2 separate regions of the Anser cygnoides genome follow, and region 2 is linked to region 1. The links are chromatin contacts, called in public Hi-C maps. All regions are on one chromosome and are shown on one strand. The core of a region is the stretch at or near the end of the contact, and the rest is flanking DNA. Distances in the headings are between cores, read along the strand shown. Region 1 holds the start of MYD88 (MYD88 innate immune signal transduction adaptor). Region 2 overlaps LOC136789998 (a long non-coding RNA gene).

Region 1 (7,196 bases), core at 4,443-6,942:
AAGCAGCAAGCCGGCAGGCAGATGCAGCCCGAGCAGCGCCCAGTCAAGCAGAAGGGGAACTTGGCTGCCAGGCCCCTCACCGTGTGCGGGAGGGGAACAGAGCTACCGGGGGTCAAGGCAGGCAAAGCTGCTGTGTACGAGCACCGATGTGTTCGCTGGTCTGTGGACGTTTGGTGAGGACAACGATGTCCCCACACACAGCAAAGGCGGCCACGCAAACTCGGTCTAGCCAGAGGAGCTTCTGAAGAAGCGAGCTGACTCCTTTCTGCCCACACGGATATCAGCGTAGGATGCCCGCTCCCTCAGCCCACAGCTGCACGCACGCACGGAGCTGTGCTTCCTCTCTCCCTCCACCTCACACCCCGCAAAACCCCGCTTCCTTTTTATTTGAGCCGGTTCGATCTGCTGAGGTGCTGTGCGGCCGTGGCAGCCGGCTCGGAGATCCTTCCCCTTTACTCCAACCCGCCGCGCTGCCTGCTGCTCCGGGCCAGGCTGCGCAAAGGGACCCGCTTCTGGGAAGTCTCCTCCCAGGCACCGCCAGCGGGCTCCGTGCCAGGCTGTTTCTGGGTACAGCGCTCCCCAGGGCCGCTTCTCTCTCTGCCCAGGGAAAAATGAAAATGCCTGCAGACTACCAAAGCATTCCGGCCTGGGTTATATAAAGGCACTGGTACTGAAACCAAACTGCTTTTCTGCGCTTCTCACGGGGGTGCGCTGGGCAGCTGAACACGATTTCCACGTGAGGCATCGTGCAGCGGTGTGACCGCGGGCACTCACCGTACGGATCGTCCCTGGTGGTGATGCCCATCAGCTCCGACGTCTTCGGCACGCTGCTGTCTACCGCCGGCACCTGCAGCGGCTGGTCAGCTTGCTGCTGCTTCCTCTTCAAGTACTTCTTGCAGTCCTCCTCTGCAAAAACACAGCAGCAACACGTGAGGCTCCTGGGATGGTGCTTTCACACTGCAGAAGCTCTTCGAAACGGGAATATCTATGTCATGGATTAGGGATATTAAGGAGTAAAACCCTGCCTGGTTTTCTTTGGTGTCTGTTTGTGGACGTGTAGGCCTGGAGTTTATCTAACCCCTTCTCAAACCTCTCGTTGCTGCCTCCACCATCTCCTCTAGCATTTAGCTCCCGAAGGTCACTCTTGCTGTGTAAAGAACTCTCCTCTGTTTGTTTTAAACTTCAGCTCTAGTATATCCCCATACACTCTAAGCAGCACGCCTCATGGATGTAACAAGTCTTAACCTACTGCAGGCTGCCATTGCTGTGATGTTGAAGTATTTAACAATGTCAGATAACTTGGGGCAGGGGGAATCTCAGTTAGAACTCCTCCTGTTTTTCCTTTTAGTAATAAATGTCACACAATGGCTGATTTCACACCACCAGCCTTCGTAAGCCAGAGCTGTAGGTCACGATGAGTACGTGTGCTCATCACAAACAGGAGGGACAGGCAAAATTCCAGCAAGCCCCTGAAACAGGCTTTATATTCTCCAACAGCTATCAGAAATCTTCTTTTAGCTCAGGCGCTGGGATAACTCAAGGGCAAGAAGGTCTGCTGCTATGAATTTCCCAACCAGAACAGCCGTGATCTATTACAAACAGATTTTATTCAAAAATGAATGGTAAATCTAATATACTAAAGTCTTTGGAGAAGTGACAAGAAATCCTGCAGCCTCTGCTACCCTGCAACGCACAATTACAGAAGAACTTGAAAGTAAAAGGAGATTTGAAACTGGCAATTACCAAAAAGACGAACCTCCCATCTGCCTTCTGCTGCGCTTAATATTCAGAAACAAAAAGAAACCAAACAAGTAGCCGTCAGAAAGCACCAGTCGCTCTGAGGGTTAGGCTGAAAAAGCGACAGAGGTGGCTGGCACAGCAGCCCTGGCAGAGGGAAGGACTGCCTGCAAGCATCCTGTCTGCAGTTACGAGCAGGTCCCCGGGAAGCCCAGCTCCTGAAGCCCCATCCTCTGCTTCCGTCTCGCTGCTTTGCATCCCCTGAGTGCATTATAACAAGGAGTCAGATCTGATGAAAGCTTTTCCTCAGGCTGAGGCATCCCCAGTCCGCCTCGCTTCCCCCTTTCTCCCCAGTTCGTCAGCACAGAGAGGAGTCAGCCGCGTTCTTTACCACCCAGATGATTCAGACCTCAGGTCTTTCCCCGCTGAAGCACGTTTTGAGTCAGGTAAGCCCGTGCCTTTGGCATCATCACCGAAGCTGCTTTGAACTGGCTGACGGGCCGAGAAGTTGCACGGGAAGGGTTGGTGGCAGCACCTTCGCTGTGCCTGCTCCGGTGGGTAGCCAGGCTGGCAGTCCAAAATATCCAGTGCTGTGTGGGCAACAATTGGCAATTATTTATATAAAGAGTTGATCACAGGATCAGCTCTTGCTACGGAGGTGTTCTTTTTAAATGTATTTGTTCTCTGTCTTCTCTTCTTCTTTCTCCTCGTTGCCGAAGTGGCATCTGTGCCGGCCTGAGCTGAGTTTCTGCAGCTTGGTCCCCAGCTTGGTCACCTCTCCACTCCCAGCTCGTTCAGGTGTTTGCTGGTTCACCCGGACCAGACACGTGCACAGATTTTTGATGGCATCGTGCTGCAATCCCACCTATTCCTGCAGGATAAACCTGAACTGCCAGTGAACCTGAAAGGATGAAAGACCTGCAGTAATTTGGCGTGGATCAGTCCCCAGCAGGAATCACTGCCTGGTCAGGCACAGGTTAATGAGAACGAACAAGAGTCAAAGACAACTCCGAAGGTCCAAGAAGAAACGGGATGCAAACCAGCCCATGGAGCAGCAAGAAGGTACTCCAAGCTAAGGTACACCATTCTGCCCAGCATCTAGTAACAACACGGTGTCGGCTTTACATTCTTTGAACGGTCAAACAAAGCCTGAGATATTGGAAAGAAAGAATAAAAGGTATTGGAGAGGATAAATCCATGAAACCCAAAGTGCAAAAGATAAGCATGTGGTCCTTGTAAGAGAGAGAACAGACCCACGCCCTGTCAAGCAGGAAAGCAGCACTTGTAACTGGTCAGGAAGACTTAAAAATCACTGAGCTTTACATCCCTAAAGATGATCGTACAATGAAATAAGCTGCTGAGAAAAATTAAACATAGGGCACATCTGCTAAGATGGAAAAGCTGCACCCCGCAACGTCCGTACTCCAGACAGCGTAACCAGGGGAGCTGCTGCCTGCTGCCCTATGGCACAGGGTGGCCCCAAGGGACACTGTTCAGGACTGCAGGAGACCCCAATTTTTGGCATCCTAAACATTTCGCGCGGCCATCCAGCAAGGAATGGAGCGCGTGATGAGGAGAGGGGACTGGTTCTGAAGAAGAAACCACAAACCAAAAGCATCCTTTGGAGCTGCACAGCATCAAGTCGTGTTTAACGGGGACGCTGTGTCCCAAAGGAGCTCGGCTGATTTGCCCCCACGAGGGCATCCAGCGTCATTTGAGAGATCCTGGAGTGCCCGAGACCCCTGTACCTGCAGGTACAACACTGGACTTATAATGACCTGCATCCATCAGGAGGTAGAGGCCATGCGGGACGTCCTGAGGCCTGTCATACAACCCGAGATGCCTTTGTGGGGGCAGCTGCATCGTGCCCCAGATCTGCACCTCCTGTAACGGAAGCACAGACCACAGGAACCTCGATACTGATGTTTTAATCTCTGAGCTGAATCCCACAGCTGAAGTCCTAATACGTGAAGTCCTAGTACACGAAGATGCCTTTGGCATCAGGACATACCGCACATGACAGTTTATGCAACCGTCCATTGTCTTTCCTCTTATAAAATAAATAGCTCCGACTTCTGCAAGAGTTTGGAGAACTAGCAACAGACTGCAGGCCACAGCTGCAATCCTCAGCCAAAAATCATAAAAGACACGAATGGCCACACTGGGTCAGGCTGTGGGTCCATCTAACTGTCCAAACAATGGTCAAAACCAGATGTCTAAGGGAGAACAGAAGAATAAAGTAAACATGGAGTGATATTTTCCAAAATTAATCTTTTAGCTATAATCTGTTTGTAAAATATACATTCTGGACAACTCGCAGTTCAGACATTTCCTGAGCCAGTGGCAATATTTTTGTACCGAATAACCCTCAGCGGGTTTTTCTTCCAAGAATTTATCCGTCTCCTCTTATCAGCGTGGCCCACAACTGGGCTAAACTTGTGACTTTCCTGGAGCTCTGGCTCCTCCCGCTCACCCCGCTATTGTCTGTCCGGGGTCTGAAGAAGTCAGCCCACTGCGCTCCCTCCTGGGGGCTCGGCCAAATTCGGGGCCACGAGCAGCCTCGGTGAGCGATGCACGCCGTTCTTCTGATACCCCGGCTCCCTCACGCAGCTGCAAGCTTCTGCTGCCGGTTATGGTCAGGGGATCACAAAACATACTGATTTTTGTTTTTTCTTTCCTCAAGCAGAGTCTTCAGAGCGTTCTTCATTGGGTAGAGCAGCGGGAATACAGGAAAGCCCTCCGTCGGTTCTTAGTCAGGCTCTCTACGTAGCCACATTCCTACATCTTCAGTTCTTGCAGTAACAGGAAATGAGATTTATTATTTCTTCATCGGTAACCCAGTAAACTACACGCTATAACACCCGGCTTCAGAGCCGCCTCTGGCTTTGGAAGTGCTTCGGCAGTGAAGTTCCCCTTCAGTTCTTACAGCCGGCTTCCCTGTGAATTCCTGCAATCACGAGCAGAGTCTACAAAGCACGGGTTATAAAAGCAGCTGTGGGGTCTCCACATTCACTGCTTGTGCTGATTCTGCCTCGTAACTTTTCAGTTTGCATGGAAATGAATTTCCCCTCCGGTACCCAGACCCGACAGGTCGTTCTGCACATCCCTCACCCCAAATATCCTCCTACCACCCCACCACTCTCACACTGTCCAACCCCTGAGCCTCCTCCTGGCCCAGCCTGCCGAAAGCATCCTTGGACGTGTTAAAAGGAACTGAGTGGGGCCTCTGGATAAGATGAGGCTCGCGATTGCTTCGCAGGGCTCACGGTTAGCAGAACCGGGGCGCGCTCCTCCCTTCTCTCCTGGAAGCCCTGTGAGGAGGTGCCGGGAAGGGGCTGCTGCGTCGGTGTGTGACCGAGCAGCACCCCCTGCCCCCCGAAAAATCCCCAGCAAGGAGACGTGGAGCTCAGTTTAGCCTCACACTCCCTCTGGGGACATCCCCAGGAGAAACCCGGGGTCCTTGTGCCCGTTTCCATCTCACCCCCGGCCTCCCCCCGCCCCGAGCCCCGAGGTGCGGCCGCGCCTCACCCACGCTGGCGGCCAGGTCAACCAAGACGTCGTGGCGCTCCAGGCGGTGCAGGAGCTCGAGCAGGCGGCCCACGGTGGCCCCCCCGGGGCAGCGGCTCTGCCACTCGTCCAGCAGCGCCCCGGTGGGGTCGGGCAGCGCCTCCAGCCGCCGGATCTCCAGGTACTCGCAGCCCAGCTCCTCGGCCAGCGCCGTCCAGTCGGCGGCCGCGGCGGTGCGGGGGTTGAGGTAGAGGCCGAGGCGGCGCCGCACGCCGTAGTTGAGCGCCACCATGGGCACGGCGGCCAGCTCCGGGGGGCAGCCCGAGGCTGAGGCCGAGCCCGCCGGGGCCGGGGCCGGGGCCGTGGCCATGGCCGGGGCCGCTTTCGGCTTCTTCCCTCCCTCCCCCGGCTGCCCTCGGGCTTCCCGCCCCGCCTCGCCTCACGGGGCAGGGCCCGCCTCTGCCTCTGCCTCTGCCCGCTGCCGCCCCCGGAGGGAGGCGAAAGGAGGAAGGCTGCGGGATGGAGGAGCCTTTTATTTATTCACTCATTTATTTATTTATTTATTATTTAAAATCCAAGCGGTTGGCCCAAATAGCACTGCAGGAATCCACATTTTCTGTTATTGCCAAGCTCCAGGCTTCTCTAAAGGATCTGGGGGTGCTGATCGATGCTCACCTAGACACGAGCCAGCAGCGTGCCCAGGTGGCCAAGAAGGCTGACGGCATCCTGGCCGGTATCAGGAGCAGTGCAGCCAGCAGGAGCAGGGAGGTGATCGTCCCCCTGTACTCTGCTGTGGTGAGGCCGCACCTAAAGTGCTGTATGCAGCTTTGGGCCCCTCAGTACAAGGAGATCGAGGCCCTGGAAAGTGTCCAGAGAAGGGCTTTGAAGCTGGTGAAGGGCCTGGAACACAAGTCCTGCGAGGAGCGGCTGAGGGAACTGGGGGTGTTTGGTCTGGGGAAGAGGAGGCTCAGGGGAGACCTCATTGCTCTCTACAACTACCTGAAAGGAAGGTGTGGGGAGCTGGGGGTCGGCCTCTTCTCACAGGTAACTGGTGACAGGACAAGAGGGAATGGCCTCAAGCTGTGCCAGGGGAGGTTCAGGTTGGAAATGAGGAGACATTTCTTCTCAGAAAGAGCAGTCAGGCATTGGGACGGGTTGCCCAGGGAGGTGGTGGCGTCACCGTCCCTGGGGGTGTTCAAGGAGAGGTTGGACGCGGTGCTTGGGGACATGGTTTAGTGGTGACATTGGTGGGAGTGGGATGGTTGGAACAGATGAGTGAGCTTGGAGGGCTTTTCCAACGTTAATGATTCTGTGATTCTCCTACCTGACACCCAGATCACCATATTCACAAGGGAAGGCTGACTGCTGAGGTACACACAATCTCCGTGTCTATCGTTGTGCTTCTGCTCCCTTTCCACTCAAAAGCTGAGGCACTTTTGCACATTCAGCTTTGGAGCTGCCAATTCTGCCAGCAGCAGCCATGTCCCGATTCTCCAAGTTAGCTCATGCCAACAACAGCTCCAGCTAACCCAGGAGATTTCACCCATCCTGGTTAGGATCCCTCAGATGCTGCTCTGCGAGGGAGCAGGTGAGAGCAGCAACTTACCATCATAAGGGGATGAGCTGAGAGCAATCCCCTCTTACGCACTTCTGCTTGGATCAAGAACAGGACATCTGTCAGGATCTCAGTGGCTTTGCAGTTGGGTTTCCAATTAATTAGGTTTGAACAAGCGATGCCCAGAATATAAGGCCTGTTCAGGTACTCCAAGATCTGGGCTACTGTTTTGTCCCAGACTTTTATTTGGGATACAATTATTTCTTTTAAGCAGCAACCCCTGAAGCTGACCCTTTTCCATCATCAGGAGCTACTCATCAGTTCCTGTTACCCAACAAATGGCAGGATTATCATATGAGGTCCAAACACCCCTTATAGGGTGTTCACTCCCTAAGAA
Region 2 (6,478 bases), core at 593-3,092, 180 kb before region 1:
AATTTCTAGTCCTCCCCTTTCTGTCTTTCCTCCCACTTCAGGGGGGGGAAAGCCCATGTCCCCTTCCCCAGCATGGGCACGGGGGCCCTATGGCATGGCCAGGTGCCTCACTGGTGCCAGGAGAGGCACATTTGTGGGCACCAAATCCAGCTGGGTGATGGGGCAAAGCAGGTTTCAAGCAGCAGCATTTGGGGATTTGGTGGGGGATGAGTCACATCCTAAAGATGCACCACATAAAGCTGTGGGCACTGCAATGAGCCCGTGGAGGTGCAGGGTCTGTCTGGCCATGGTGGAGATGTCTGCGGGACGTTTCGTGCCGGTTTGGAATAAGAGCTTCCTGGGGAAGCTGTCATCGGAGCATTGCCAGAGGACCTCTCTGCTCCCTGGGGAGCTGGGCCAAGCCTGAGTGCAATGCCAATGCAGGAAACATGGAGCCACTGTGATCCCTTGGCTTGCTCCACGAGTGTTCAGCTCGTTTGTAAGGTCCCTGCTGCAGAAATACCAGAGGGTGTCTGGTACGGGACAGAGCCTGGGGGCAGGTAAGGAAACATGAGCAGAAAACACCAGTTTGTTAAAGCAAAGGCCATTTCTGGGAAGGGCTGGCTGCAAGGACAGTCTTGGCTTGAAAGCTTGTTTTAGATGTCCCACATGATGAAAACATTTCTTTGGCATCTTAAAAGTGTCGTGGGACCTGAGTCCTCGTTCCCCGACCCGGTGTCTAAATGGCATTGCACAATCCAATAAACCTTGGTGGTAGAAGGTCAGGGAGTTTTCCACCCACAGACCTCAGGTCCTATAGGCTGTGCTGGTGCTATTCTCAGAATCAGACCCTAAAATATCAGAATGAGGGCCACTGTGTTCCTGGCAAGGTCCAAGACCAAGCAAAAGCTGGAGATGCCCTCAGATGTTTCTCCTCCCCTGGGCCCTACAACTTTGCCCATGTCACTTCTCTGCAACCCAACCTCCACCTGAACCTGAGACTGTGGAGTCTGAAGAACTTCTACTTTGGGATTATTTTTCTTTCCTTAAGAAAGCTGGAGGCCAGCCAACCTTTTGAAGTGGAAATTACTAAATTTCTTTCCACGGTATTTCCAACCCACACAAAATCCAGCCGTTAACAGAGGTCTCCCGAGAAAAGCCAGTCTCCCAGGCTTTCCACCTTGATACCCAAAATGAGTAAATAGGAAAAACGACATGGCAGTATTTAGCAGGGAGCATTCAAAGGGACTGTGCAGCCTCACCCAGCCAGTTTTGCACCCGTTTTCCTGTGCACTATGCTCCCAGGAGGCACAGGATCGCACATGTGAGCTCCCAGCCCAGCACATGTCAGTGCTGTGGAAGCTCATTAAAATGGACCGAGCGATGTGCCAGCTGCAAACGCAAAGACAGGTCTTTTCAAATAAGCCCCATTAGTTCCACATGTGCGTTTGATAGATAATTTTTTGGTTACTTAACATGAAACCAATAATTATGGAAATGACTGCGATGATCCAGATACTTCTCCATAAGAAACAGACGGAGAGTAGAGGGAAGGCAATGTGAGAGACTTCGCAAGGGATTTTTCCTCCTCCAGTGCACCCATCCTCAACAAACTGCTGGTGCAGAGCCCTGCCCAGCAGACGAAAAGAAAGAAATCAGCTCTGCCAGCACCGGCTCCCTGCATGGTGCCTTCAGCTACAGGATTACACCCCTCGCTGCGCTGCCACACACACAGCCCTGCCGCCACATGGGGCACACAGCTGTCCTTGGCCCCCCAAAATGGGATGAACAAGCTGGGGAGAGTGCAAAATGTGGCTCTTTCCTCCGCTGCTTGTAGCCGGTTGTGAGTTCCCTGACAGGGGATCAAATCTGGAGAAGACGCACATTGCAACCAGCATTTTCCAGAAAACCTTTTATGCATCAGTCTGTTTATAACTAATAGCAGATTGCTATCCCTAACCCACATTGATTTATTCCTTCTCATGCTCGCTCGCACCCTGCACCATCCCCACACATGGGTGTCTGACACACAGGGCACAAATGCGCATGCAGCAATGCCACCCAGAGCAGCCAGAAAGGGCTGGGCACATGGGGGGAAAGAAAGAAGAGCACAGACATTTTATTGTGGGAATACAGCTATCAAAACAACATTATACAACTGCAAAGAAAAAAAAAAAAAAGTTTTTTTTAAAAAAAAAGAAAAAAAAAAAGGTGGTTATATAAACTGTGTTCCCTGTCTGGTCAGCACAAATCTCATGTGGGCTTAGGTCAGTCCATTTGACACAGCTAGAAATAATTGTCTGCGTTAACCATTAATAGGTCCCTGATCAAAGTTCCCTACTATCTGTCTCTGTCCCCTGCCTGTGCTCCCTCTGCCTGCCTCTCGTGGCTGCCCGCCTGCTGCCTACCCTGCTGTGCCCGTGCTGGAGAGCTCGGTGCCTTGGCAGGGATGCTACACCGACCACACTTCCATCCTGCACGTCCTGCTCTGCCCCATCCGGCCACATCAAGCACCCTCAGAGTTCCCACAGAGTGGTTGACCATGGCAAGCAAAGCCAAAAGCACGGGGGAACACGCCAAGAACGGGTCTTGCAGCACCTCCCTTACCATCTCCCCCACCTGGGTGACCACAGAATCACAGAACAGTTTGGGTTGGAAGGGAGGTTGTCTATTAACCTCTGGAGGTTGTCTATAAACTGCTGAAGCTCAAAAATGACGTCCTGCCAAAGCTCCCAGTCTCTACAAAGACATCTTCCAGGTGCTTGCATGAAGGAAGATTGCAAACCCCAAGAGTTTTCAACAGTAATGAGCCTCCTTTTTATTTTCCTTCCTTGGTTGTGGAAGGAAAAGGTGTTTGGGGAACTGGTACCCAATGGAACTGGTGCCCTTCATCCTCTAACCAGTCACCCCACTGTTGTGATTTGGGACCTGAAAGCAAGTCAACCCAATTCCAGAGCTTTTTCAGCAGAGTAGTTCTAACCGGGCAGACGTTTCTCTCCCTCTTCTTTCAGCACCAGCTACTGCATTTCCAAAAGGGATACAAGAGTCACGACTTGTTTTCTTCCAAGCCCACCCATCCTGCTTTCAGAGGACATGGGACCCACCTCTCGCAGAAACTACTCGGTGTGAACAATTCGTTCCCATCTTCCCACAGATGCCTGCCAAGAGAGCAAACCCAGCGCACAGCTAACACCAAAGACTAAAATCACCGCGCTGAGCCAGGCCCCCAGCAGAGACAGTAGCTGAAGAACCAGCCTAAGGCACCGTAATCCTGGCAAAAACAGTTTCAAAATACACTTTATCTAGCGAGTGTGCCTGGGAGCTATGCAGAGAATTATTTTGTGCAGCCTTTTTATGGAGAGAGGAACTGGATAGTGGTAGTCCCTGAAATAATTCACGGGTCTTTTAGCAGCCTCCATTACTCACTATTGGATGGACAGCAATGTTCATTGTTTCATGCTGTCAGTCCACTCCTTCTTCCCTAATTAAATACCTAACAAGGAAGCATCACAGCTTCAAAGCCTTGCTTTGCCCATGCAACTAAAAACCCATCCAACATCCATCAGATTTGTCCCTTGAAAGCCCAGCAGCTTATAAAGTCACTGGTATTTTCCCATCAGGGTTCAGGGCATCCTGCACAGTCCTCCAAGAACTGAATCTTGTTCAGTGGAAAATAAGCAGGTCAGGAAGACCCAGGGAGTGCAGGAGGAGGGTGAAGGTTTCGAGCCTGGTACACATCTGAATTTGTACAGAGCTGGGGGTGTGCTCTAGGCTGGTCCTTAGGTGCTGCTGCAACAAATGCATCTGAGATCATAAGCACCTACCGCATGAAATCAGACTCACCATACGTGCAAGGTAGAGAATAAAAGTGTTAATGTTTCTCAGTTGATTTTAAGTGCTGGAATAAGAGCTCAATAAAGAGTTTTCTACTTGTTCCAGTAAGATTTGAATCAGAGCACACAGAAAAGTACAAGTTATTATTCATAAATTAATGACAGAGGTGGTCGGTCCGTATATCTAGCTGTCTGTGTTGCCCTAACTCACCCCTGGTATCAAAGGTTTCTTGCTTAGCTTAGGCTTTTCTGGGTAAATGATTTTCCAGCTTTTGATGTTAAATGCAGCCCCTCTCGTTCATTATAAACCAACACACTATTATCTGCTCTTATTCACGCACTGCCTTTGTTGCTTGGTCAACCTTCCAGCATGCGCAGGATAAACGCCCAGAAAGAACTTCATGGAAAACCATGTATTGTCAGGTGCCAGAGCAGTCCTGTTAGTGGGCACGATGCTTTTTGAGGGGTTACCTTTGCTAAACTCTGACTTTGATCAGACTTAGACGGTGCGTAAATTGGATCCCCACAAACAGTACTGCCCTTCCCTGCCCCTAATAGTGAAATATTTCAATTCATTGCATCCGGACCCTCTCTCCCTGAAGTCCTGACCACCTCATTTTTGCCAGGAGGAGCAGTGCATGCCCTAGAGCTGTTAACAGTCTGGAGAGATGCCCTCTCTTACGGCTCAGGGAAAACTTCCCCAGCAAAGTCACAGGCATTTGGGACCACAAGATGCACTGAAAAACCTCCCTAGTTTGGAGGATGAATGTATGGCCTTTGCCAGAAACATCCATTTAAAAATCCCCATGCTGAGGAGCTCATTTATGCTCCACCTTAGACAAGGATTCCAGCAGATTTACACCCAAATCAGAACCTAGCTGTGGGTCTAGATGGCTATTCATGCCCCAGCTGGGCTCTGAATTTACTTGGTGGTTTTATAGGGAAGGATGAGACCTTAATAATTGGCAACAGGCAGACAGGAGCAAGGAGGAGGCTTCATCTCCTCCGCTCTTCAGTGCCAGCTCTCCAATTCACACCAGCTCCAATCACACATCAGCTTTTAATATTTAATTGCAGCTTTGCTGAGGGACTTTGCCTCCTGTCTTGTAAAGGAGGGGATGAAGAAGGAGTCAGAAGCGTGGTACTGAAGAGCCCCAAGGAGACTATCAAATGGCAGATCTCAGGTGGAGGAAAGCACTCTAGCATGTAAGTGATTTTACACAAAAAAACCCTCCCAGATCAGAGGAGATGGAATGAATTAATATCAGTAAACCCTTGGTGACTGGGGGGTGCTGTGCTGGTTGTGGGAACAGTTCAGGGTGGGCTGAGAAGAGTACTTCCATTTACTGTGCCTACTGTATTAAAGAAAAGGGGGGCATAAATGAAAAATCAGGGAACACTTCCCTTCTAATGGGTTTATTCTGCCATGAAGTAAATCCCCCAGGGGCTCTTCACGTGGAGTTGTTTAACATTAGACAGAACCGCAAGAATGGGGAATGATTCCTGGACTGTGGGAGGTGGGTGTCTGTGATCTAATAAAGCTGTCTCTTCTCTAACATTGTGTGAAATGACCTGGGGAAAAAATAAATAAATAAAAGGAGGGAAAAAAATGGATTTTCTAAAGCAAATACAGAGAAATATGCCTCCCTCTCTCTGGTCTTGATTTCAGATATGTTAAAGAGGGGAGGCAGTGATTCATAAGCTGCTGAATGTCACCCCAACCCCCCAGAAAAAAAGTGACCATATCTGCAAGTGCAATAGAAATCATTTATGAAACATACTATACAAGCAACACAGCTTTTAAAACAAGTATTTTCAAAATCTCAGTACAAGTATCTCATAATCCCATAGTTTGGATGTCTGTGTCAGTAATTAAAGAGCAATTACGTATAACTTGTAGGTCCCTTGAGCTCTATCTAAATTCAGAAAATGAGCCCCAGATGACCTAATGTACTTCCACGTGTCAGATCAGTCATCACAAATCCACTGCCTGAGACTTCTGCTGTGCCTTTCTGAAGCCTGGAATACAAGAACATTTTTGGCAGAAGAGGGCAAGAGGTGCTTAATCCTCCAGTTACTGCTTAATTCAGAGCTGATTCATGTCTACACAACACTGGAGACATTAAATATATATATATATATCCATTTATGATGCATACACATAATTTCCATCAAATTACTTTAAATGATTTAAAGCTGAACCTTTTTCTGGTTCTTTCCCCTTCTCTGTCACAAAGCTGGACTGGGTGACCAAGGAGAATAAGAAAATTGATGGGCAGAGGTGGAAAAGACCCATTCCCTGCATTAGGAGTAATTTGACTTAAAATGCGTCTTCTTAACCCTATTTTATTTTTTTGAAAGTGAATTTATGTGCTGAGGTTTGCTGATGTGTCAGTGAAGATGGAGTTTGTTCCATGGCCTTCTACTGCTTTCCTGATCCCATGAGTGGAGAAGGATGCACCAGGGGTTGTCTTTCCGTGGATCTTCACATCCAGCACCATAACCTTTACCCTCTTCTTCCAACACCTGCAGACAGAGGACATGGAAAAAGCTGAGAAGCTGCGGCCAGCTCAGTCCCTTCCTTTTCTGTGCCATTCTCCAAGAAGCATCCCAGAGCACGGAGCAGTTCCTCTGAGAAAATCTGTGTCTGTCTCCGAACTGGTTGC

The links. A called contact is a pair of places that touch in the nucleus more often than the background predicts.
Region 2: a contact with region 1 is called in a Hi-C map of liver, with 4 times the contacts expected there. The contact joins the enhancer-like site here to the promoter of MYD88 in region 1. A contact is called at or near these places in 2 of 7 Hi-C or Micro-C datasets (granulosa cells and liver).

The regions. Positions count from the first base shown.
Region 1 is chr2:5,629,192-5,636,387 of Taihu_goose_T2T_genome, reverse strand. MYD88 (MYD88 innate immune signal transduction adaptor) reads right to left here and starts at 5,692. Exons shown (of 5, transcript XM_048062427.2): 1 at 5,266-5,692; 2 at 775-906. The coding sequence starts at 5,614.
Region 2 is chr2:5,809,660-5,816,137 of Taihu_goose_T2T_genome, reverse strand. It overlaps LOC136789998 (a long non-coding RNA gene), which reads right to left. Exons shown (of 4, transcript XR_010829040.1): 4 at 4,667-6,338. Among named protein-coding and RNA genes, the nearest start is that of XIRP1, 5.9 kb to the right of the region's middle. Within about 2 kb of position 1,842, at least 2 of the 3 cell types and tissues checked have open chromatin away from gene starts, as enhancers often do. A contact at or near this core is called in liver, where this site is marked.